Linked DNA regions of Mus musculus: all the other regions are linked to region 3. A link is a contact called in public Hi-C and HiChIP or PLAC-seq data. All regions are on one chromosome and are shown on one strand. Each heading gives the region's core, a stretch centred on a gene start, on an enhancer-like site or on the middle of the called end of the contact. The rest is flanking DNA. Distances are from core to core; before and after follow the strand shown. Region 1 overlaps Wasf2 (WAS protein family, member 2). Region 2 holds the start of Map3k6 (mitogen-activated protein kinase kinase kinase 6). Region 3 overlaps Ahdc1 (AT hook, DNA binding motif, containing 1).

Region 1 (3,951 bases), core at 890-3,389, 150 kb before region 3:
ACAGTTTCCAGAAAGATGAAACATCTCAATATTATTTGTCAATCCTATCCCACCATACAAACACTGTCTCATATCGTTTTCAGTACTATGAGGTATGTCAACCCTTTCTATCACACACTATCCCCAAACTCAATCAGACTAAAGAGTGACAGCCCTGGGGCAAGCAAGACTCCATATCCTTTACTAGGACCAAGGGCAGATATTCTTCTTGATCTCTGTGAGACGCTACCAAGCTCCTATTTGGGGCTCGAGGGACAGACCAGTGTCCTTGAATTCAAGAGGTACACACACACACACACACACACACACACACACACACACACACACTCTGCTTTTCAGTGTACCCATGCCTGACCGCCAGCACCCACGTCTAGCTACCTGTAACTACTTTTTATGGATACAAGCAAGATAAATATTCCCTTTCTACTTCTGCTCAGTTGGTCTGTTCAAGATGACATTAGCAAATCGCCAGAGGGGAGGACTCTAGGTTGTCTTTAAACCTACCATCTTCCTTTCCCATGTCTACCTACACCAGGGCTGGTCCTTACAGAAGAAACCATCCAAAGGGTGTTCAAAATGAAGGGACCGGCACTCACGTGGAAGGACACCAATACTCCCCACACTGTGATCCCCCCCTCCCCAGCAGCCAGTATGAGGCTGGTCCCATTAACTTGCCCAAACATCTGGTAATTTAGAGTTTTCTGAGAAAGTGGAAAGCCGGTTAGAATGTGGCCCCTGGGAATCCGTGTGCAGGACTGCCTGCTAACAAGTCCTCTTGCTTCTGTAATAACTAAATTCCTTGGATGGAATCCAGATGGACTTACTTTTCCCAAGTTAAACTTTGCAGCATCAATGGTACAGCAAACTTTCAGTACATAGGAGACGCGGCATGTCCGTCAGAGACCAGACAAGAATGAGCTAACGGTCTCTGCTGGGGTGGGCAGGGAGTTCAACAGTATTCTCTCTCTGATACAGATATTATCTTTAGAGATTTTAGACAATGCAGTTTTTAATCACACACACAGAGAGAGAGAGAGAGAGAGAGAGAGAGAGAGAGAGAGAGAGAGCGAGCGCACGGTTACCTGTAAGGACTGAGATTGTTAAGAGGGGGAGGAGCGTCACAGCTGTTATAGGTCTCTAAGACGGGCACCGGGAGAGAGTTCCTGTCAAAGAGCTTCTGGTCTTGGGTGGTAGAACTTCTGAAGGCCTTCCGAGTGTTGATTCCTTGTAGTGACACTGAGAGAAGGAAGATGGAAGGCGTTAGAAAATGGACGGCAGGCTATTTGAGCAAACACTGAGTCACACCGTCGGAGACGCCTCAGCTGCTGCCTTTCTTGGCAGCCAGGTTTTTTTTCCCTTCCCCCTCTGGGGAAGCCCCACGAGGCTGTCAGCAGCCCAGCCATTTCATGACTGAACAGATGAAGCAACACAAAGGTTTACTATGTGGCCAGATCTTGCAGGCCTCTCCATGGGTGAAATGAGTCTTCCAAGTACTTTTATGGTAGCAAAATACCACTGAGGGAAAGGAAACGTGAGAACAAGGGGACTGGGGGGATGGCAGTGTGCTGTGTGGTAAAGGGAAAAAGGTTTCTTTACACCACCTAGGCTTATGTCGCTTCCAAGTAGACGTATATCAGTCTCTCTGATCTCTCCTCTTGCTTTGTAACAAACCAGGGCAGGATTCTGAGGCACTCCTCGGCAGAGCCTGCAGCTCTGGCTAAGCCTCCTTACCTTCTTCTTCCTTGGGATCCAGCTGAGTGACTTTAACTTGTACTCGGTCAACCCGCTCAGCAAGGGAGTTTACTCGGGAGGCAAAGGCACTTGCCTGAGTACAAATCTCTCCGAAAATGTCCTCTGCATACTTACCTAGAAAGGGCAAACAGAGCAAGTCACTAGTGCACAGGAGTGAGAGGAACCAGCCCAAAGACTAAAGAGTATATCGTACCCCAAACACACACACACACATGCTTGTTCTTGGAGAAAGAGACAGTTTCCATAGCCTGGTCACTCTGTGCTTATATAGTCCATAACTAATAGAACCTCTTTGGCAAATTCTGAACAAACATGAAATTAAAAGCAGGTTCAACAAAATCGAAAGGTGCAATGTCAACAAGTTAGTCCCGGAAAAGCAGCCAGTGTATGCAAACATTTGTCCTTGGCTCTCACCCTCCTGTTCTGTAAAGCACCTTGTAAAACGGCTCTGAGAGCAGCCTGAAAGTTAGAGCAACAACTAGGCGTCCATGCTTAATACACTAAATTACGTCCTCAGTTGAATTTCAAAAGCCCACTGAAAACCAAGATGTGGGTATCTCTAAGGGGCCTGAATTTTCCCACCCCACACAGAGATGCCAAATTTCTTCTAAGGGTGAAAAGGTCACCTTACATTCTCTAACCCACAGCTTTCAAAGTCTTTGCTCCAGGTTACAATCCTTCAAATCCACACCCCAGGGAACAAGCGAAAAGCTGAGATATTCAAGCCCTCCCTGAAAAACAAGACACCACTGGTCTTTTTCCACAAGGTCTCACTTTTTAGAATAAGAAAAGAGTTCTGTACTTTCAACCCTGAATGCAAGGAGAATTTGTAGCCAAAGAAACCGCCATGTGGAATAAATACCTCCACACTGTTATTCTGAGCCGCAAGGGATGGGAGAGGTATGAGGAGTAAGTCTCCACACCTCGGATGCTCACGCACAAAGGGAAGGCAGCCGTAAACGACTGCCCAACCTGACGAGAGTTTGAGACCTAGTTAAAGTAAGGTCTCATTTTTTTTTCCTTTAGCTTCTAAGCTTAGTACATATTTAAGGGGGAATTAGGCTAACCTAGCCTGGAAGGGCAAAACCACACCCTCGGGGTAAACTGCAGTTAACTTGTGCACTGGGAGCTCCTGGTGCATTTAATAAATCAAGGAGGAGCTCCCAATTCTGCATACTGCACGCTTCCATGCAGCAACAGTCAAGAGGCATTCCTGAGCTCAAAGGACTCAGAGGCCAACATGCTGCGTCCCTGCTCTGCTGCAGGCAGAAGGTCCTGTTTGATATGTTGATAATACAGCAGTGCTCCTGCTCCACCAGGTAAAGAAAAATTGTGTTTGGAAACAAAAGCAAAGAAATAACGCAGGATTATGCATGGGAAATGAACCAACCTTAAAAACACCCAATGGTGGTGGCTCCCACCTGTAATCTTAGCACTTGGGAGGCCGAGGGGGAGGCTGTTTGTTCAAGGCCAGCCTGGACTACATAGTGAGACTCTGTCTCATAACAAATGTAAAAATTCAACTGCTCTGGCGGAAAAGAGAAAAATACAAGTTAACCCATCTTTCTGTCTCCCAGAGAAGACTGAGATTTTCGGTTCCACAGTAGAAGGGCTTGTGACAGTGGGCATCAGGTAAAAATCTTACAAAAGATCTCAATATACAAAATTTATTATTATTATTTTGAGACAGGGTCTCACTATGGAGCACTGGCTGGCTCGGAACTTTCTGTGCAGACAAGATCTTTGAAAACTGTGAGTTAGAAAACATAAAGTGACCTCCTCACCAGGAGAAGTCCTACATTCCTGCGTCAGAGATAGATAAGTTAGAGATATCTTCATCTTGGTCTGATGTTCTACTGAAGTAATTTCTCATACAGTGTGAGGGTCATGGATCCCTGCTTGTTCCTCGTCACTCCCAAGCTGCTCTCCAGAGCCACCGGACAAGGAGCCTTTGAACCCAGAGATCCGCCTGCCTCTGCCCTCCAAGTGCTGGGATTAAAGGCCTGTGCTCAGCTTTCCTTTCTCCTTTCTGAGGCAGGGCTTCTCTGTGTGGCCCTCGCTGTGCTCTGTAGACCAGGCTGGAGTAAAGGCGTGCACCAGCACTGCCTGGCCTCTTCCTTGCCATGTCAGGTCAGGCCCTGGGCGACTCAGAATCACACTATGGAAAATGGAAAGAGCAGCAGACCTCAAATCAGAAGC
Region 2 (4,383 bases), core at 763-3,262, 200 kb before region 3:
GCACCACTACATCTGTGGACACAGAAGTGTAGGCCTGAGCGTGGAAGCCCACCTCAGTGGCAAAGGAGCCTGGAGATGCATGCCACGTCAAGTGCCTTGCCTGCACCTCATGCCAAAGTCGGTGCTGCTCTCGAGAGCTTCCCGGGGTTTTCACAGTACTCTTATTGGTGGTGTTACAGGAGATGCCCAGGGACCTTCATCCCACTGAGCACTTCCAGGTTATGTAGGAGACAGGAACTTTGCAAAAAGAAGTCCCATTCTCTCTCTCTTTCTCTGTCTCTCTCTCTCTCCTCTCTCTCTTGTTTTATTTATATGTATGTGTGTGTTGGTGTGAGTGTATGATAGAAAGCGGCATCAGGATCCTCTGGAGATAAAGTTACAGGTGGTTGTGAGCATGCACACCCCGTGTGCATGCTGGGAACCTCGGGTCCTCGGGAAGAGCAGCAAGTGCTCTTAACCTCAGCGCCATCTCTCCAGTCTTGAAGCCAGGGTCCTGAGGGTGATCTGCATCATCGTGTGTGAAGACAACGTCGTGCTTTTATGTGTGTTTGTGTAGCTTACTGTATCCAGCCATCTTTAAGTGACAATGTCCGCAAGGGAGGGACTGTATGAGTCAACGCAGATGATTCCACTTTATCTGTGGTCTGACCGGGTCAGCCTTCATTTTTAAGCTACAATTTAGCAGATGTCCAGGATACAAGGCTCTCTGACTCGGAGATAAACAAATAGGGATGAGGTGGAGCATCCGGTAGGTGGGAAAGAGAGGAATAGCTATCTTCCGACCTCACCCTTGGACTCCCTGTATCTCCTCTAGACCCACCCCTGCCCCACCCATTTTCTTTCGACTCCTAGTCTCCAAATACAATCCCTTTCTCCTATAATCCAGTCCCGAAGAGTTGCCTCAGTACTTCCTTTCCCGCCCCTTTAGTCCCATGTGGGATGTAGTATGCTAGGACTTATCAACCCCAATCCTGCAGAGATGGCCCCTTGCCATAGACCGAACTTCCGTCTCAGGCCTGATTCACCCTCAAAAGTCCAACGTGAGATCATCCTGAAAAAGAGTTCTCCCGCTTACGCAGGGAAGCGCAGCTCTGCCCCTCCCTCAGCCCCGCCCCTCCCCAGCCCCGCCCTTAGAGTTCGCCTGCTCCGCCCCACCTGCTTGGCACCACGCTCACCGAAAGATACTTAAACTCCGGAGCCAGGCCTGAATCCCCAGATCCAGCCTCAAGCCCATCACATCCATAATCCACTAAATGCCCTGTCGTTACTGCCTTGTCTCAAGTTCGGCTTTAGTTTACCGTAAATTCCCTAGACCTGGTACCCACACCCGCCCCGTCAGGGTTCTAAAGCTCCGCCCCTTGCCCCGCCCAGACTCAAGCCCCGCCCCGAGACGCTCACCCGCGTTGTAGAAGGAGTCCAGCGCAGCGGTGTCGCCTAGCGCCAGCGTCGCAAAGGGTAGGCTGCGTAGCTGCGGGGGTGGCCGTGTGCCCTGGAGCTGAGCGCAGGCCTCGCGCAGGCATCGCAACGGCAGCGGCTCTGCCTCGGTTCCCGACCCGGGCTCCACCCCGAGCCCCGGCTCCCGGGTCAGCACGTAGACCACACTGAGAGGCCGGCTCCGCGCGCAGCCCCGACCCGTGACCGCAGGAGACGAGCGGCCCCGGCTCAGCGCCTCCGCCAGCGGGTCCTGCCAGCAGCTGCCCGCCCGTTCTAGAACCCCGGCCCCAGGACATGGCCCCGCCATGCGGGGGCGCTCAAGCGCGGGGCCCCGGGCGCGGGGAACCCGGGACAGGGCACGAGGCTGAAGGTGTGGATCCAGTCGGGATCCGGAGATGGGCTGGACGTCCTGTTCCGGAACTCTTAAGTCCAGAAAGACTTCTTTGCTCAATCTTTCACGGTCCTTACAGATCTGCAATCCAGGACTGGGTTCTGGGAATCTGGGGTACCCAGTAATCCTCGGCTCACAGGTCACAGAAGAGTCCTGGGAAGTCAACCGGCAGCGTGCTACACCCAGACTTCTCAAGGGAGCGCTGGCAGTCACTCTGTCCTGCCCTCACATGTAGGCTGGGCCCAGCCCTTTCCCGACTGGGAAAGGCTCCACCCTCGGCCCTGGGGCAATGAGGCTCCCCAGCGGCTCTCCCTCCCTCCTCTCCGGCTAGAACCTCTGACACTGTCCACTTCCGGAACAGCCTGTGCCCCTATTCGGGCCAAACACTGTTGACTGCTTACTGCAAGCGCTCGTAAGACGTGTGCCCAGCCCAGGGATAGGAAACAGGACAGCCCCGCCCTGCAGGGACCTGGTAAATGAATGGACACTGGGCGGGGGAAGGACGGGGGAGCAAAACATTGTGTAGGCGGCACATGTAATGTTCCTGCTGGTAGGGGTCAGAATGTTGACAAGCGCTTTCCTCAGAGCCTCTCTTGCAGTGAAACCTTGTGGACCTTATTGGTCCACCCGAAACTTGACCATGGAGCTGAAAAGCACTTCTACGGTAAACTTCCTATCTACCCTTTGAAGGAACTCCAGAAGTCTCCGCTTTTTGGGTTACAAGGTTATCCCGGCTTCAAATTCACCAAGAAGCTTTAACATCATAGTATGAATCTAAGTTGCTATAAACCTTAGAGGGCCCTGAACTTAGAAATGAGACTTTGAGACTCTGAGGTTAGGGCCATGTTTCATAATCGTTTATTATGGTAGGGCTTGGGCATGAGAGACAGCACAGCTGTAAAGACCACTTGCTGCTCTTTCAGAGGGCCCTGGTTTGGTTCCCAGCACCCACATGGTGGCTCACCATCATCTGTAACTGTAGGCCCAGGGGAGTCCTGGCACTCTCCTGACCTGCATAGGCGCCCAGCACATACATGGTGCACATATATAATTACAGGCAAAAGATGCACATGAAATAAAACTAAAACTTTATAAAAATAATATGTTGGGGCTTTGGACAAATGGACCTTTCAACAAACGGTAGGAAGCCTCTGTTTCACAGCCTTCTTGTCTCATGGAAGGAAAAAAATATATCTTCCTAGGTTTGAACCAATGGGATAGACGAGCAATAGAAAGGGAGAATGTGGCCCATTACAGAGGTTTGGGTAGAAAACACACTTACAAGAAACAAATGGGAACCAAGTGGTGGTGGCACATGTCTTTAAGCCCAGCACTCAGGAGGCAGAGGCAGGTGAATCTCTGAGTTCAAGGCCAACCTGGTCTACAGAGTTTCCAGGACAGCCAGGGCTGCTGAGTGAAACCCTGTCTCATAAAATCAACCAACCAACCAAACAGCAAACAAAGAGTGAGAGAAAGCTGTCCTCAGATGCATCCACTTTGGGCTTGGGGGCCCAGGAGGATTGCGAGTGGGTGGTTGAATCTCTCACCTCACTGCCCCCTAGCATTTCTTGCATCCTTCTAGGATCTGAAGCCCGGAGAAGTCCTACCCATTCGTCTTCCTGATTAGAAGTTCTTCCTTGAATGGAACTGAAGCTTGTGTCCCTGCCCTGTTTTCTATAGGTTTTCTCCTGAGTAAGAAAAGATTTGTAAAGTGTTACAAAGTGGCCCTGCAAGCAGAGGCAGTTGGCAGTGAGGTGGCCAAGGGATGGAAGCTGTAAGGAGTGACGATACCGACAATCGAGTGCTCTAGCAAAGCATTATGTGTAATCCCACAGTAGGGGTGACCCATGCCTTTTTCTGAGGTCCAGTCAATGCCATACATGTGGGCAGTGGTCTCAGATGCAGCATAATGCCCCTTGAGATTGGTTCAGTTGCAGGATCCGTACAACCCAGCACCAGGGACAGTTACTGCACAGTTGTCCCATCTTGAATAAGGCTCTGCACCATCAGTGGTAGAAGTCTTTCCACTGGGCTGGAGAGGTGGATCAGCAGTTAAGGGCACTGACTGCTCTCCTGAAGGTCCTGAGTTCAAATCCCAGCAACCACATGGTGACTCACAACCACCCATAATGAGATCTGACACCCTCTTCTGATGTGTCTGAAGACAGCTACAGTGTAGTTACATGTAATAATAAATTAATCTTTAAAAAAAAAAAGTCTTCCCACTGTGGAAGATGAGAGTCCCCTGCAGCAAGGAGTGGAAGACACCTTGGCACCCTACAGGATGCCTGAAGCCCTTACAGATATTACCCCAAGGCAGCCTCCAATCAGTAATGAGGTGAATGTTATCAGGCCCCATGAGAGCCAACAGCACCAAGGAGCCAATTTTTGTTGGTTTGTTTGTCTATGGTCATTCAGCTAGTCACAGTGGAAGTGGGACTTTTTTTGTTCCAAGCCATCAGTTTGACCCAAGTCTTTTGTTTTGTTTTGTTTTGTTTTTTCAAGACAGGGGTTTATCTGTATAGCCCTGGCTGTCCTGGAACTCACTTTGAAGACCA
Region 3 (4,094 bases), core at 566-3,065:
GAGAAGGTGTGAACAACAGGTCCAGGTGTACTTCCTGGGCTGGAGTGGAGCCTAGGGGAATTTGAATTTGAATCTGCGCATCTGGTGGCGGCGGTGGGGTGGAAAGAGAGCAAGGAGCCCCAAAGGAAAAATCCTTCTGACCTTAAGCCGGTCTGGGCCTTACACCTGGAGACGCCAAGCTTTGTCCTCTGCCAGCCCCACCCCCCAGCGGAACAGTGGGAGCATCCGGAGGAGACCAGCCCCCACCTTGGGCATCAGTTTCCAGTCCACACTTAGAGCAGGCTGGGGAGGAAGGGCTTTAATTTAATACATTGTGCCCAGAACTGGTTTCCAGCACCCAGCACTTACAAGGTCTCTTACTCCGTGTAGATCTACCTGAACCTAACAGTAAGCACGGGTTTAATGAATAAATGAACACTCAATGACGCCAACGGCTCTCCCTCTCCATCCCCTTCTCACGAGACACTGATTACCTTGGGAAACCACATTATACAGGGGCCAGTGGAAGGCAGATGGGATTAATGCTTTAAGGGTGGCCTCTATCCTCCTGAAAGCGACTGCTGGTACTCAGGTGTCCTTACTGAGTTGGCCCCACACTAATTGCCTTACATGTGCAACTTTAAGCCCCACAAGGCCTAGTTTTTTCAGAAAAGTCAAAGGTAAAGGAGTAAAGAGACTTGCCCAAAGACACTGAACAGTGCAGGGCAGAGAAAGAATCAAACCATGCCTACTACCACCGATGCTTCGGTTTAACGCGGCGCGGTGAGCTCGGTGGGGGCGGGAATTGTAACTGAATCAGAGCCTTCGGCTGGGAGTGGCCAAACGGTTCATCCGTTTCCATCCGCACTTTACCAAACGGTACTAGAATCAGGCAAAGTTGTGGGGAAAGTAATCTCTGAACACACACGCGCGCGCGGACACACTCCCAACAGTAAAGGAAAAGAAAAGAAAAGAAAAGAAAAGAAAAGAAAAGAAAAGAAAAGAAAAGAAAAGAAAAGAAAAGAAAAGAAAAGAAAAGAAAAGAGAAAAGGAAGAGCCCTGAGAGGTCACTTACCAACTCCCCTGGCTTTCGGGGCTCCGGTAAACGGGACGCCCTCCCTCCCGGGTCCCTTTTCTGGACTCCCTGACCCGCAGGGTGCAGTTATGCCCCAAAGCAAGCTGCTGCCGGAGTTGGGGAAATCATCAAGGATGGTCCCCAGCCGTCCGCGGTCCACTGGCTCGGTCGTTGCCAGAGAAGGGGGCCTGGGAGCGAACGGCCTCGCCTGCCTTCGGCAGAGAGGAAGCCCTTCGACGCCTCGGCTCGAGCAGGAGGCGCGGGTCTGCCGGCCGAAAGAAGCCGCTCCGGAGTTTTGCCGCCGCCGCCGCCCCTCGAGCTACCTGGCCGCCCGGTGGCCGCGCCTGCGCCCCCGCCCCCTCCCCAGGAGGCCGCAGGGCTTCTGACTCCGGCGGAGGTGACGGGGCCGAGAGGGAAACCAGGCGGCGGGGGGAGGGGCGTCGCCTGCACCTGGCCCCTGTCCGCCGCCCAGGCCGGGGAAGGGCGGGCCTGGACCCCCGCCAGCCCCGAAGGAGCGGCGGGGGAGGGGAGCCTCCCGCCTCGCCCGGGGGAGGTCCGGGAAACCTCTCCCACCCCCGGAGCGGCGACGGCGGCGGCGGAGGCTACGGAGACGCGTGCGGGGGTCGGCCGGCTCGGCGCCCCCTTCCCGAGCCGCGCTGGGCCGGCTCCCCCGGCCGCTCGCGCTCTCCAGCTGCAGGAAATTCCAGAAGCTCTCCATCATCCCGGCGCAGCGCGCCGCCTGGGCTGCCAAGGCTCCCCGAAGGAGAGCCACATGCGGGCCGGCCGAGCGAGGGAGCGAGCGACCGCGCGGCCCGCCCTCGCCCCCACCCAGTCCCACTCGGCGAGGCAGCCACGTCGCCCGGCCCGCCGCTCCTTCCCGCGCCCCGGGGACGGCGGAATGCGTGGCAGCCCCGGCCGGGGGCTATTTTGAGCGGGAGGGGAGCGGCCCGGCCGCGCTGTTTTCGGCTTTTTCCTGGCCCCCGTCCCGCTAGCCGGGGCCCTCGGCTACCCGCGGAGGAGGGACACGTGGAAGGGGAGGGGAGGGCCGCTTCTATCCGGCTCGGGGCTGGGGAGGGCCCGGGAGACACCCGGCCCGACTCGCTTGCTCGGCCGGTCGAGCGGCAGAATTGCTAACACCGCCTGATTGCGGCTGGTGGCTGCGAGGCGCCCGCTACCTGCACGCCCCTCCTCCGGTGAGCGCCCGCGGCCCGGGCACTCCCTCCCCAGCGGCGGACTCAGGCCTCACTGGATAGCGCCGCCGAGCACCAGTGGCCAATCACCGGCCTCGATTTCCTTACCTGTAAGTTGGGATGAGCTACCCGGCTTTATTCGGAGAGTACCTTATTCACTTTGCCGTGCGCCTTTTCCTGAGCAAAACTTTTTTTTTTGAGGGGGGAGGGATATTTATTGAGAGGGATTTAAAAATCCCCCCTTTCAGAGTAAAAGTCCCTTACACCAAAACAGTGTATTTTCATACATTTACATCTAGCGCCTACTTCATATTAGTGGCCAACAACATGCACACTGGCTCTGCAGTATCAAAGAGCATTAACTCCATTAAGGTCCCAATAAAGATACAGTGTTTCTTGCCGGAGGAAACTGAGGTTCAGTAGTGACCTGCCAGAGGTTTGACAGCAGCACAGCCCAAAGTCAGACAAACTGGCTTCAGAATATTAATTACTGACACAAAGTAATTAAACCTTAAACAGAGGCGGAAACTAAAGCCCAATGTGTCAGAGTAGGTACCCAATAGAGGTCTCCCAACTCTTTAGTACCCCGCTGCAACAGTTGAGTCGGTTCAGCACCTGCTGTGGGACAGCTAGAGGGTCTAAAGATGGATACCATTTTGGATGTCCAAGAGCCCAAAGACTGCACTCTGCTTTCCAATGCTCGTCTCAGACTACTTGGCCCCTGAAGTTAACTTGTTTATCATATTCCGGACTCAACCCAGCCTCAGAGGTAAGGGGTACAAAAATGAGAGATGTGACACAGGGCGGGCGGGCGGGCGTGGGGGGGGGGCGCATCCTCACAGAGCCTGGAGATGCTTCCTGCTCCCTACACACACACACACACCACTCCAAGCAAGGAAACACAAAGGTTGGCAGTCACATATCACACCCTCCCTCCCGCCCCGGAAACCTGGCAGTTTATTTCTGTCTCCGGGTCCCCTGTTTCCATAGAGTCAGTCCAGGAAGGCTGGCAGCAGCTGGCTTAGAGGGGCAGGGTTTCTGCTCCAAGGGTCCAGCTGCCACCCTGCCTTCCCCCACCTACCAGGCCAGGACGGACTCCAGAGTCAGAGGTGACATTGGGATGAAAGGAAGGAGCTAAGAACCGGTGCTCAGAGGCGATGCCAAAAAGCCCTGAGAGGCGGGGGAGCCGCAGTAGAGGTTCCACCTGGGGCCAGTTGGTCAGAACCCTGAGGGAGGGGAATCCTTTCTCCTCAACCCACAGCCCAGGTGCCTTCTCCTGCTGGGCCAGTCTATACCGGTGCAAAGTGGCTAAAGGTGTAACCCAACACTTCAACTCAATTTATTCCAGATAATTCTGCCTCATGATTCCTGGACCCTCGTCCCAAAGAAAAGGCTGCCACCTGTCACACGTGGCTTCTGAGAACACTGTTAGTCTCAAGTGAGAGATGGATAAAATACACGGCAGTTTCTTTAGTCCTACTATTAAAAAAGGAAAGTAGCCCAGCAGTCCTGTAATGATGATATGCTGAGGTGACCCTACCTTTGATGTGCTGCGTTAGATATGATACATTAGTGAATGGATTTTGCTTCTCTTCTCTTCTCTTCCTTAGAGCCCCCAGCACATGCCTGTAATTCCAGCACGTGGGAGTCTAAGACTCCTTTGCGACAGAGACAACCTGTCTTAGGAAAAAAAAAAGTGGTTGCACGCCTTTAATCCCAGCACCAGGGAGGCAGAGGCAAGCGTATCTCTGTTGGTCCAGGCTAGACAGAGCTGTGCAGTAAGACCCTGCCTCAAAATAAATAAATAAAAATTAAAAAAAAAAGAAGAAAAGGATAAAAGAAAAGAAAAA

The links. Hi-C and Micro-C count contacts between places; a contact is called where the count stands out from the background. HiChIP or PLAC-seq counts read pairs in DNA pulled down with a chosen protein or histone mark.
Region 1: an H3K27ac HiChIP or PLAC-seq map of embryonic stem cells shows a contact between it and region 3, with 5 read pairs. The contact joins two enhancer-like sites. A contact is called at or near these places in 3 of 484 Hi-C or Micro-C datasets (bone marrow-derived macrophages, conventional type 1 dendritic cells and epidermal suprabasal cells), 18 of 115 datasets of contacts at active chromatin or transcription factors (T-cell acute lymphoblastic leukemia, cardiomyocytes, double positive thymocytes and 12 more) and 4 of 9 other capture datasets (adipose tissue, embryonic stem cells, liver and 1 more).
Region 2: a Hi-C map of bone marrow-derived macrophages shows a contact between it and region 3, with 32 read pairs. The contact joins the promoter of Map3k6 here to the enhancer-like site in region 3. A contact is called at or near these places in 2 of 39 promoter capture datasets (the C10 cell line and cranial neural crest), 2 of 484 Hi-C or Micro-C datasets (bone marrow-derived macrophages and embryonic stem cells), 17 of 115 datasets of contacts at active chromatin or transcription factors (CD4 T cells, T-cell acute lymphoblastic leukemia, acute myeloid leukemia and 11 more) and 3 of 9 other capture datasets (adipose tissue, liver and pancreatic islet).

Annotation. Positions count from the first base shown.
Region 1 is chr4:133,182,884-133,186,834 of GRCm38.p6, reverse strand. Wasf2 (WAS protein family, member 2) reads right to left here. Exons shown (of 9, transcript NM_153423.6): 3 at 1,732-1,866; 4 at 1,083-1,236. Among named protein-coding and RNA genes, the nearest start is that of Mir7017, 11 kb to the left of the region's middle. Within about 2 kb of position 2,139, at least 195 of the 459 cell types and tissues checked have an H3K27ac peak or open chromatin away from gene starts, as enhancers often do. A contact at or near this core is called in bone marrow-derived macrophages, embryonic stem cells, epidermal suprabasal cells and 7 more, where this site is marked.
Region 2 is chr4:133,238,447-133,242,829 of GRCm38.p6, reverse strand. Map3k6 (mitogen-activated protein kinase kinase kinase 6) reads right to left here and starts at 2,012. Exons shown (of 29, transcript NM_016693.5): 1 at 1,399-2,012; 2 at 1-12. The coding sequence starts at 1,741. It also overlaps the pseudogene Fcnc-ps.
Region 3 is chr4:133,036,747-133,040,840 of GRCm38.p6, reverse strand. The region is part of intron 2 of Ahdc1 (AT hook, DNA binding motif, containing 1); the gene reads right to left. Among named protein-coding and RNA genes, the nearest start is that of Ahdc1, 27 kb to the right of the region's middle. Within about 2 kb of position 1,815, at least 206 of the 459 cell types and tissues checked have an H3K27ac peak or open chromatin away from gene starts, as enhancers often do. A contact at or near this core is called in bone marrow-derived macrophages, craniofacial prominence, embryonic stem cells and 10 more, where this site is marked.